3 separate regions of the Mus musculus genome follow, and regions 2 and 3 are each linked to region 1. Evidence: chromatin contacts called from public Hi-C data. All regions are on one chromosome and are shown on one strand. Each heading gives the region's core, a stretch centred on a gene start, on an enhancer-like site or on the middle of the called end of the contact. The rest is flanking DNA. Distances are from core to core; before and after follow the strand shown.

The links. A called contact is a pair of places that touch in the nucleus more often than the background predicts.
Region 2: a contact with region 1 is called in a Hi-C map of embryonic fibroblasts, with 1.7 times the contacts expected there. The contact joins two enhancer-like sites. A contact is called at or near these places in 2 of 484 Hi-C or Micro-C datasets (the G1E-ER4 cell line and embryonic fibroblasts) and 1 of 9 other capture datasets (pancreatic islet).
Region 3: a contact with region 1 is called in a Hi-C map of the C2C12 cell line, with 2.5 times the contacts expected there. The contact joins two enhancer-like sites. A contact is called at or near these places in 6 of 39 promoter capture datasets (the 3T3-L1 cell line, 3T3-L1-derived adipocytes, cranial neural crest and 3 more), 1 of 15 datasets of contacts at CTCF or cohesin (the NIH/3T3 cell line), 4 of 484 Hi-C or Micro-C datasets (the C2C12 cell line, cortical neurons, nephron progenitors and 1 more), 3 of 115 datasets of contacts at active chromatin or transcription factors (CD8 T cells, the NIH/3T3 cell line and double positive thymocytes) and 2 of 9 other capture datasets (adipose tissue and liver).

The regions. Positions count from the first base shown.
Region 1 is chr5:149,374,725-149,377,374 of GRCm38.p6, forward strand. It overlaps a transcript of Medag not described here. Among named protein-coding and RNA genes, the nearest start is that of Gm38753, 8.5 kb to the left of the region's middle. Within about 2 kb of position 1,312, at least 94 of the 459 cell types and tissues checked have an H3K27ac peak or open chromatin away from gene starts, as enhancers often do. A contact at or near this core is called in the C2C12 cell line, embryonic fibroblasts and stem cell-derived motor neurons, where this site is marked.
Region 2 is chr5:149,611,580-149,614,229 of GRCm38.p6, forward strand. It overlaps Wdr95 (WD40 repeat domain 95), which reads left to right. Exons shown (of 23, transcript NM_029440.3): 23 at 1-315. The coding sequence ends at 154. Among named protein-coding and RNA genes, the nearest start is that of Hsph1, 23 kb to the right of the region's middle. Within about 2 kb of position 1,337, at least 72 of the 459 cell types and tissues checked have an H3K27ac peak or open chromatin away from gene starts, as enhancers often do. A contact at or near this core is called in embryonic fibroblasts, where this site is marked.
Region 3 is chr5:149,204,095-149,206,744 of GRCm38.p6, forward strand. It overlaps Uspl1 (ubiquitin specific peptidase like 1), which reads left to right. Exons shown (of 9, transcript NM_001115149.1): 7 at 175-300. Among named protein-coding and RNA genes, the nearest start is that of Uspl1, 21 kb to the left of the region's middle. Within about 2 kb of position 1,312, at least 34 of the 459 cell types and tissues checked have an H3K27ac peak or open chromatin away from gene starts, as enhancers often do. A contact at or near this core is called in the C2C12 cell line and stem cell-derived motor neurons, where this site is marked.

The DNA.
Region 1 (2,650 bases), core at 62-2,561:
CCAGTGTTCCCCGCTTTGTGTTCGGGAATTCTCTCTCCTCAGGGTTATATGCACTCTCAGTTCAGGAGACAGACGTTTTGCTTGATGATAGGATGCACTGGTATCTAAGCAACTGACATCTTTCTTCTCCTTAAGCCGGGGTATAAAATCCACACATAGAGCAACAGTTGCTACCTGTTGAGCCAGAGCCTGGCTGGAGGGGAAGCCCCATTTTATCTCCATTCTGAGTCCCCGGAAGGCCAGCCCCAGCTTTCTTAAGTGGAGAGAACTTCATTCATTTCCTAATGGGTCATACTTGGGGAAAGACTGGAGTTTCTTCATTTTAGTGTCAGGCCAGTAAGGGGTTGCAAAGTACAGAGTAAGGAATGAGGGTAAAGCAAGAGGGATTGGCCCACCAGTGGGATTTGAGGACTGTCTCTTACATGGAGGCTGGGATGGGGAGACTGGAGCAGAAGCCGAGGCAATCAAACACGCCCCTCACAGTTTTGATCCGGCTCTCACCTGTTTGAAAGGAAAACATCTGGCTTGTCTTCCATTGACCCTGATGTAAATGGGTAAAGGATTTCAGGGCACATTCCTGATAGTTCCCTGAGGGACTTCCTAACAAAGGGGTGGAGCCAAGTAGCTCTTGGAATGGTCTCCCATCATAGACATTGCACTTAGAGTTTGAGCTATACGAATAATTCAGATGCTACACTGTAAGCCCTAAATATACCTTAAGCCCACAAACAACGCCCCTTTGTCCAGCTTTATGCCTGTGTTCCTTTAAATGGACTTTCTGTTCCTGACCGCACTGTAATCAGCAGATATCCCTACCGTCCCCCCATTCCCTCCTCCTCCCTTAAAACGGCTCCTTCTAATAGCTAGCATCCTGCAGTGACCAAAGCCATTAGAAGGATTGCACCATTACTATCCTGTCCAGCACACACATAATGCCCCAGGGATTGCCTTTCTTCTTCTTTGCTTGATGCTTTTTTGTGGATGAAATCGGGGCCCAATGGTGGGCTGAAAAAAAAAAAAACCGAAGAGGGCAGAAGGTGACAGTAATTCGTTTCAAGGGCACCTCCCAAACAGCTTTCCCCACTTGAGATTCCTTTGTGAAGGTGACGGCAGATGTCAGCCTTGTGGATAAAGCAGGCTCTGAAAGCACGCGGACAGGTTGCAGACCTCTGTTCCTCGTTACCATAATATTGAATGCTCATCTTTTCCCAAGCACGACAGCGAATATGTGCTCTGCCTGCTAGCTCACTGTTGTTTGTGCTGGAAAGAACCCGGGCCCAGCCCAGAGCCACGTTGCAGGGCTCAGGACTGCTCTGAAACACTGCCACCTAGTGGCGTGATGAGGTAAGACAGCACACATCAAGGGCACCGGGACTCTAGTTCAATCTAGCTGCCCCAGCTCAAAGGCAAGGAGTTAAAAAATCAGGAGCACAAAGACCATAGCCAGTTTGGAAACGCCTAAATAGGGCAGGGGACAGGGAAAAGGGGCGGGGGAACTGGAGCCTGAGAGAGGAATTAAAAGTAATGAACGGGTCGGATTGAGCAGTCCCCACCTCCCCTCCACCCCCCTCCAACTCCCCACCCCACCCCCCCTCGCCCCCCACCCCCAAGCTAGAGATGTGGGTAAGATGAGATTGGAACCGGCCTTCATTTGGACAGCTCAGTCTGGCTTGTGACTGGATCCTTAAGGATCCCGGGGCTCAGTTGAGCTCGGGAAGTCCCTGTGCCTCGGTTTCCTCACTTTGTGGGCCGAGTCAGAGCTCAAAGTCTATCTTCAGTTGAAACATTGTATGAATTTGTTATCTGAGAAATGCAGGAGAAAGCAGTTGGCTATCCTTAAATCATCTGTGTGACTTCTTGTTGATTTAAGGGGGGACTTAAAAATGAACAAAGAAACAAACGAATGAACAAACAAGCATCCACTTCCATCTTGTCTGTTTTCAGGGTTGTAGCTCAGGAATCCTGGGAGAAGCATGGAAGAATCTTCTAGCATGTGGGGACTCTCGGGACCCAAGAGGGAGAGTAACTCCTAAAGACGTGGAGGCTTCTAGTGCTTCAGGACAGACAGTGAGTGTGTGGGGGGTTGGAGGGGATGGGGTGTGGGTACTGGCATGGAAGCAAATCTGTACTATTTGAAACACCGAAGTGAAGACAATCATTATAATGGGTTAATAATTGAGCAGGCCATTCCTTCAAGAGTTACATTTTTAAAGGGAATTTCCTGTTAGAAGGTTCCAAGGAAATCAGATACTGTTCATTGACAAGCAGGAATCTGAACAAGTAGGGGAATCCCCAGGTCCTTCGACCTTACAGGATGGGTTTTGTCCTTTGTCATTCATCGGCGTTCCTTGGGGAAACTCATCTATGATGGCTGTTTTAAACACTTCGAGTATCATTTTTACATCCCAGGGCTAAAAGAAGATGTGGCTCAGCCTCTGCCACCATTTGAAGAAGCCCAGGTTGCTCTTGCTCCTTCTTTTAAGGCTCAATGGTCCTGCTCATCAAAGCATTTCCCCAGCGAACACACAGTGGAGGGAATTTAAATTCCATCTTGATGGAATTTGAACCAAAGCACACTGCCCAGTGTCACTTTATACGCTGTGAATCATCAAGCCAGCTACGAATACCTCGAGGGGTCCTTGCCGTTGTT
Region 2 (2,650 bases), core at 87-2,586, 240 kb after region 1:
GCTTGCCTTTGTGTCTGCTCTCGGGGAGAAGCCAGATCTGTCTGTTCCTGGCTCTGACTTGTTCCCGGTTGGTTTCTGCAGCCAGGAGACAGAAGCAGCGCTACCAGAAAGGAAGAAACTCTCACCCTGGAGCGGTTTCTTGCCCGAGTGCTAAGGACCTTGACCTCCTTGCTTGGCCAGTTCTTTCCTGTGTCATGGAAAGGTTTGGCTGAGCTTAAGGCTTTGACCCCTGAGGCGTAGAAAAGAGCAAGATGAGAAATGATCTCAGCCCATGTGGGCTCATCCTGAAGCAATTAGAGTTGAAATTTCAGAGAACAAATCAGATTCTCGCTGTTCTTTCTGGAATGTCAATGTCTCACTGGATGGAGAGAACCCAGAGCAGGTGGCCGCGGCGAGTGGCCCCCAAACAGCTCCTCCAACGGGCCACCCACCACTTAGGGCATCTGTCTGGGGTAGGCTGAGGACGGGGAAAATCAGGGAGGCTGCTGGAAACAGGGAGGCCTGCTTTCAGACAGATGGAGTTTCTCATCAATTCCTAACAATCCCTTGGGAATAGACACTGTCTGCAGCCATCTTACCAACAAGGAAACTGGGGCTTCCAGATGGTCATCCACCTGTTGTAGGAGCTAGAGATCAAGAGGGGAGTGGCCTTTTCTCAACCCCTGGACTCAGGAGAGGCTAAGTGTGGCTACTAGGTCAGTACCTATGTGATCAGTTCAGAGCACGCAGCCTGGTGGCATAGACATGCACGACTCTGTGATGTAGTGTGATAACCAAGAGGGAGCAAGGAGGTTTGTGTGTGTGGTGGATGTCCCTGGGGAAGGAGATCCTGAGGGGGAGTGATGGGCAGGTCAAAGATCAAAGGGAATGGTGACTACATTGTCCCCTAAACCCTGATGGTGACTATGTTGTCCTCAACCCCTCCCCCTGCCCGCTTCCTGGGCTGCCAGTGAAAGTATGTTCCTGATCTTGAGATAGATTACTGTGCATTTTTCTGGTGTCCTTATAAGAGACATATGGGGATAAGGGGAGAAGAGAGAGAAAGAAAAGGAGGGAGAGTGGGGGGAAGAAGGGGGAGGAGGAAGTAAGCCAGGTAGCTCCCAGAGGGTGGAAGAGGCAGCAGGATGCCCCTAGACACCACAGGAGCACAGTTCTGCCCTCATCTTGCTTCCACACTTCTGCTCTCCAGAGCTGTGAGAGAATAAATGTGTGTTTGAAGGCAGCCTCTGTGCACCAGCTGCAGGCCCAGAAAACTAACGCAGGCAGGCACCATGTTTTCCAGAGGAACGCAGATCTCCCCGGGGCATACGGAGCTCCGGCAGTGGTGAATCACTGTTTTGCTCCCTTATGCTGTTCATATTTCATGCGTATGTCAGGCTCCTGGTAAACTCCAGGGACTCAAACGGAACTAGGACTCTGCTCGTGTTTTCAAAGAGCACGCAGCCTGGTGGCATAGAGATGCACGTCTCTGTGATGTAGTGTGATAACCAAGAGGGAGCAAGGAGGTTTGTGTGTGTGGTGGATGTCCCTGGGGAAGGAGATCCTGTGTGTGTGTGGGGGGGTGATGGGCAGGTAAAAGCTGCCCTACCATAATCCCCATCACTTCTGGGTCGTCTCTGTGTGGAACTATGTATCCAAGCACAGAGAGAGTGTGAGAGAGCGAAAGAGAGAGACAGACAGACAGACAGACAGACACACACACACACACACAGAGAGAGAGAGAGAGAGAGAGAGAGAGAGAGAGAGAGAGAGAGAGTATGAATGTACATTTGAAGTAGGAGAGCAAGTGTTCACAGGCAAGGCTACCAGGTCAAAGAATAGATTTTGGGAGCACCCTGGCCTCTCCTACCGCAAAGCTCTACCCCACCTCCCCTGCTGCCCTGGTTTCTTTTAAGAGAAGAGGCTAGGTCCCATTGTCCTACAGTTGGTCTGGAAAACCCTGGGCTGGCCGAAGAGGACTCTGAAAGTAGAGAATGAGGAGCCTTGGTTAAATCAGGGCCTTGCTTGCATCCTCCTGTCCTATGATTCCCGATAGGCTCTGTCTCCCTTCTAGTTTCCTGGTCAATCCTTTGCTTTCTTCTACTACCCTCAGTACTAGCCTCCTGAAGGTGTCTGCGTGGGGCTTCTCTACTAGTCATTCAACAAACACCGTCTACCAAAATGAAGAAGGTCGTGGCACGTTCCTCTGCTTGGGAGAAGGAAGCTGGATGCTGAGCGGAGGCAGGTGTAACCCAAGTTCCACTTGGGTTCGTGTGGAACACACCTGAGCATTCACACCTGCTGCCAGCTTGGTCTGCTGCAGCTTGGCCTTCTGAGCAGCACACCCAGAGCCCTGCCACCTTGAATTACATGGGCACCGTTCCTCCTACAGTCCACCCTTTGGGAGCAAGTGTGGTAGCTGGGTTTTCCAGGACAGAGTAAGCAGCACCTCCTCCCTGAGGACCAGGGCTTAAACTGATACAGAGAAATCCCAGGCAGCTAGGAATTGTGGGAAGCTTGACCAGCACACAGTCGCTGCTGTTCAGAGTGTATCAGCTCAGGAGTGCAAAGCAGACAAGTTTTGCTGTCTACACACAGATCACTGTGCATCTAAGAGAAGGTACCACACGTTTTATTCTTGTGACTGGTAAGCCCAGAAATCATGTGATCT
Region 3 (2,650 bases), core at 62-2,561, 170 kb before region 1:
ACCCTTCTGTGCATGTCAGTTGGTGTGGAGGCTCCAGTGTCTCTTCCGTGGCAGGGGAGGGCATGGCTGTGCTGATATGGGCGGGGCTGGGAGGCAAGCAAGAGCATGCAGTTGCACGTGTTAACTAACTCCAGCGAAGCTAGCTGAGGGATTCAAACTGTGCCTGTTTTTTAGGTGTGTGAAGAGTCTGGTCACCTTTACCAATATTGTTCCTGAGTGGCATCCACTCAATGCTGCCCATTTTGGTCCATGTAACAGCTGCAACAGTAAATCACAAATAAGAAAAATGGTGTTGGAAAGGTGAGTTTCCATTTACTTAAACATTTTTAGGAGACAGTGAAGATGCATGTACAGTTCCTCGTGTCGTGGGAAGGGAAGTAGTGAGCACCACTTACCCTTCAGAAGTTGGAGTGGACACTTACTTAGGGCCACCAGTTGCTTACCACTGTAAAAACTGAGGGTGGGCAAGCAGGACACAGTAGGCTTCAGGAGGGTGCTTAGTTTGTCTCTTGTAGTGTTTCTCTCATCCTGTTCCCTCTCCCATTGGGTGTACTTTTATGTGCATTTGTGTTTTACCTGCATGTATGTCTGTGTGAGGGTGTTAGAAGCCTGGAACTGGAGTTACAGACAGGTGTGAGCTGCTGTGTGGGTGCTGGGAACCGAACCCAGGTCCTCAGCAAGAACACTAAGTGCTCCTTACTGCTCAGCCATCTCTCCAGCCCCACCTGTGTGTCTTAATGTCTGTTTTCTTCCGGATGTCAATCAGCTTGCTGATACTTCATCGTCTTACAAGCTCCCTGCTGCTGGCTTCATTCTAAACTTCCTGCTGCTGGCCTAGGGTAGGCTCAGAGTTGCCATTCCGCTGACTCCTTGGCAAGCGCTGGGTCAGCTGTCTGTCTGTCTGCTGGGTCAGCTGTCTGTCTGTCTGCTGTAGGACTGGTGCTGCTAAGTGTGTGTACCTGGCCCTATCTGCTCAGGTGCTTGCATGTCCTTGCACTCTGAATGTAAATAGAACTCAGAGTAGATCTGCCCTTGTCGTTTCCCTCTGGTCAGATAGTGTACGTAGTAATAGAAGGTTTTGCTTTCCATTTGCTCTGTTTGCTGAACGGTTTAAAAGCTTAATACTCCCAACATGCAAATGCTTTAGGTCTGTGGGTCCGCCCCACACTGGCCTCTTTGAACTAGTAACTTTGCTGCTGACCTCCGTCCTTCCCTCCAGTTTCCTTTCCATAGCTCTTCTCTGGGCCTGCTACCTAGGCATATTCTCCAGACACGATCTCATCGCCTGGCCCTGGCCTCCCCCCTACGTTCCGCAGCATCTGTTGCATGTAAATACTGAATCTTGGAGGCTGTGGACAGATGAGCTGTCCACACAGTATGCCTGCCTGCTGTGTGGTGCTCAGCTCACCATTCCTCCGTTCTGCTGTGCTGGGTAAAGCTTCTCTCCCGTCTGTCTTTGTACTCTGCTGCTGTTGGGTTTGCTGTCCTCCTCCCTGTCAGCTATTAGCTTGCTTTGTCCCTGCTTCCTGGCTCTCAGAGTGTGAGTGAGGCGCTGCCTTACCCACAAATCTAGTCAGCTTGGCTGCCTGGGCCCAGGGTTTGAGATCTTCGTGTCAGGGCTTCTCTTCCTTAATACCGAGACAGGCAAAGGCAGCTGCAAGGCTGGCTGTTGTCCTGCACACACCTGTGCAGAAGCCTGAGCATCCTGGTGCTTATAAACAGCTTTCTGTCAAGGTGCAGGGGTTGACAATCCGCTAGATTTTATTATGTTGTTTGATCTGCTAATTGACAGCATTGTAACATAAATTTTTTTTTATAAAAGTTATAAAAGTTGTTGCTTTTGCTTACATAAAAGGTTCATGTTCTGATCAGAATGTGTTTCCATTAGATACAACTGTTTTTTAAATTTAAAAGGTCTTTTACATTTCAGTGGATTTGTTATTTTAATGAGCCAATTTTATAATTTGGACATTTCCTATTTTCATCAAAAGTAAATTGAATTTATGTAAAATTATACTTAAAATTTAAATGGCAAGGTATTTGTATAAGACTCTTACAGTTTTCACTCTGAAATTAATACAACTTGACTTGTTGGTATTTAGTATAGATTTTAGGGATAATGTAAGAGAATTTATCAGTTGGATGTGGTGGAACATGCCTCTATCCTAGTACGTAGCAAGCAGAGGAGAGCAGAACTTGTGAATTAAGACTGGTTTGGTCTACATAGTGAGTTCTCAAGCAGCCAGCATAGATAGATAGATGAATGATAGATCTATCATGAGACGCTAAACAAATAAATTCATCATGAGGCTGTGAGTAATTTAACCATATATCATTCTAAGATCTCACAATGTTACGAGTTCCCCCGGGGGCCTTGTCTCAGATTACCCGCATGTGTAATGCATGCCCACAGGGAAAATCTAGTGGTAAGTCATGCCTATTGCATCCAACTCTACCACTTCTCTTTAAGGAATTGTTGAGGAATTCTACTCTGAGGGTGTTGATGTGGACACTTGACGGTCTAGAGTCAGCTTTGAGTTATTGAAAAGAGCCTACAGTGCTTGCCATAGTCTCAGGAGGTCATACATGGTCCGGGCTGGCATTTGAAAAGGTTATTATATTTAACTTCAGTTTTAGCAGCTTCCTGATT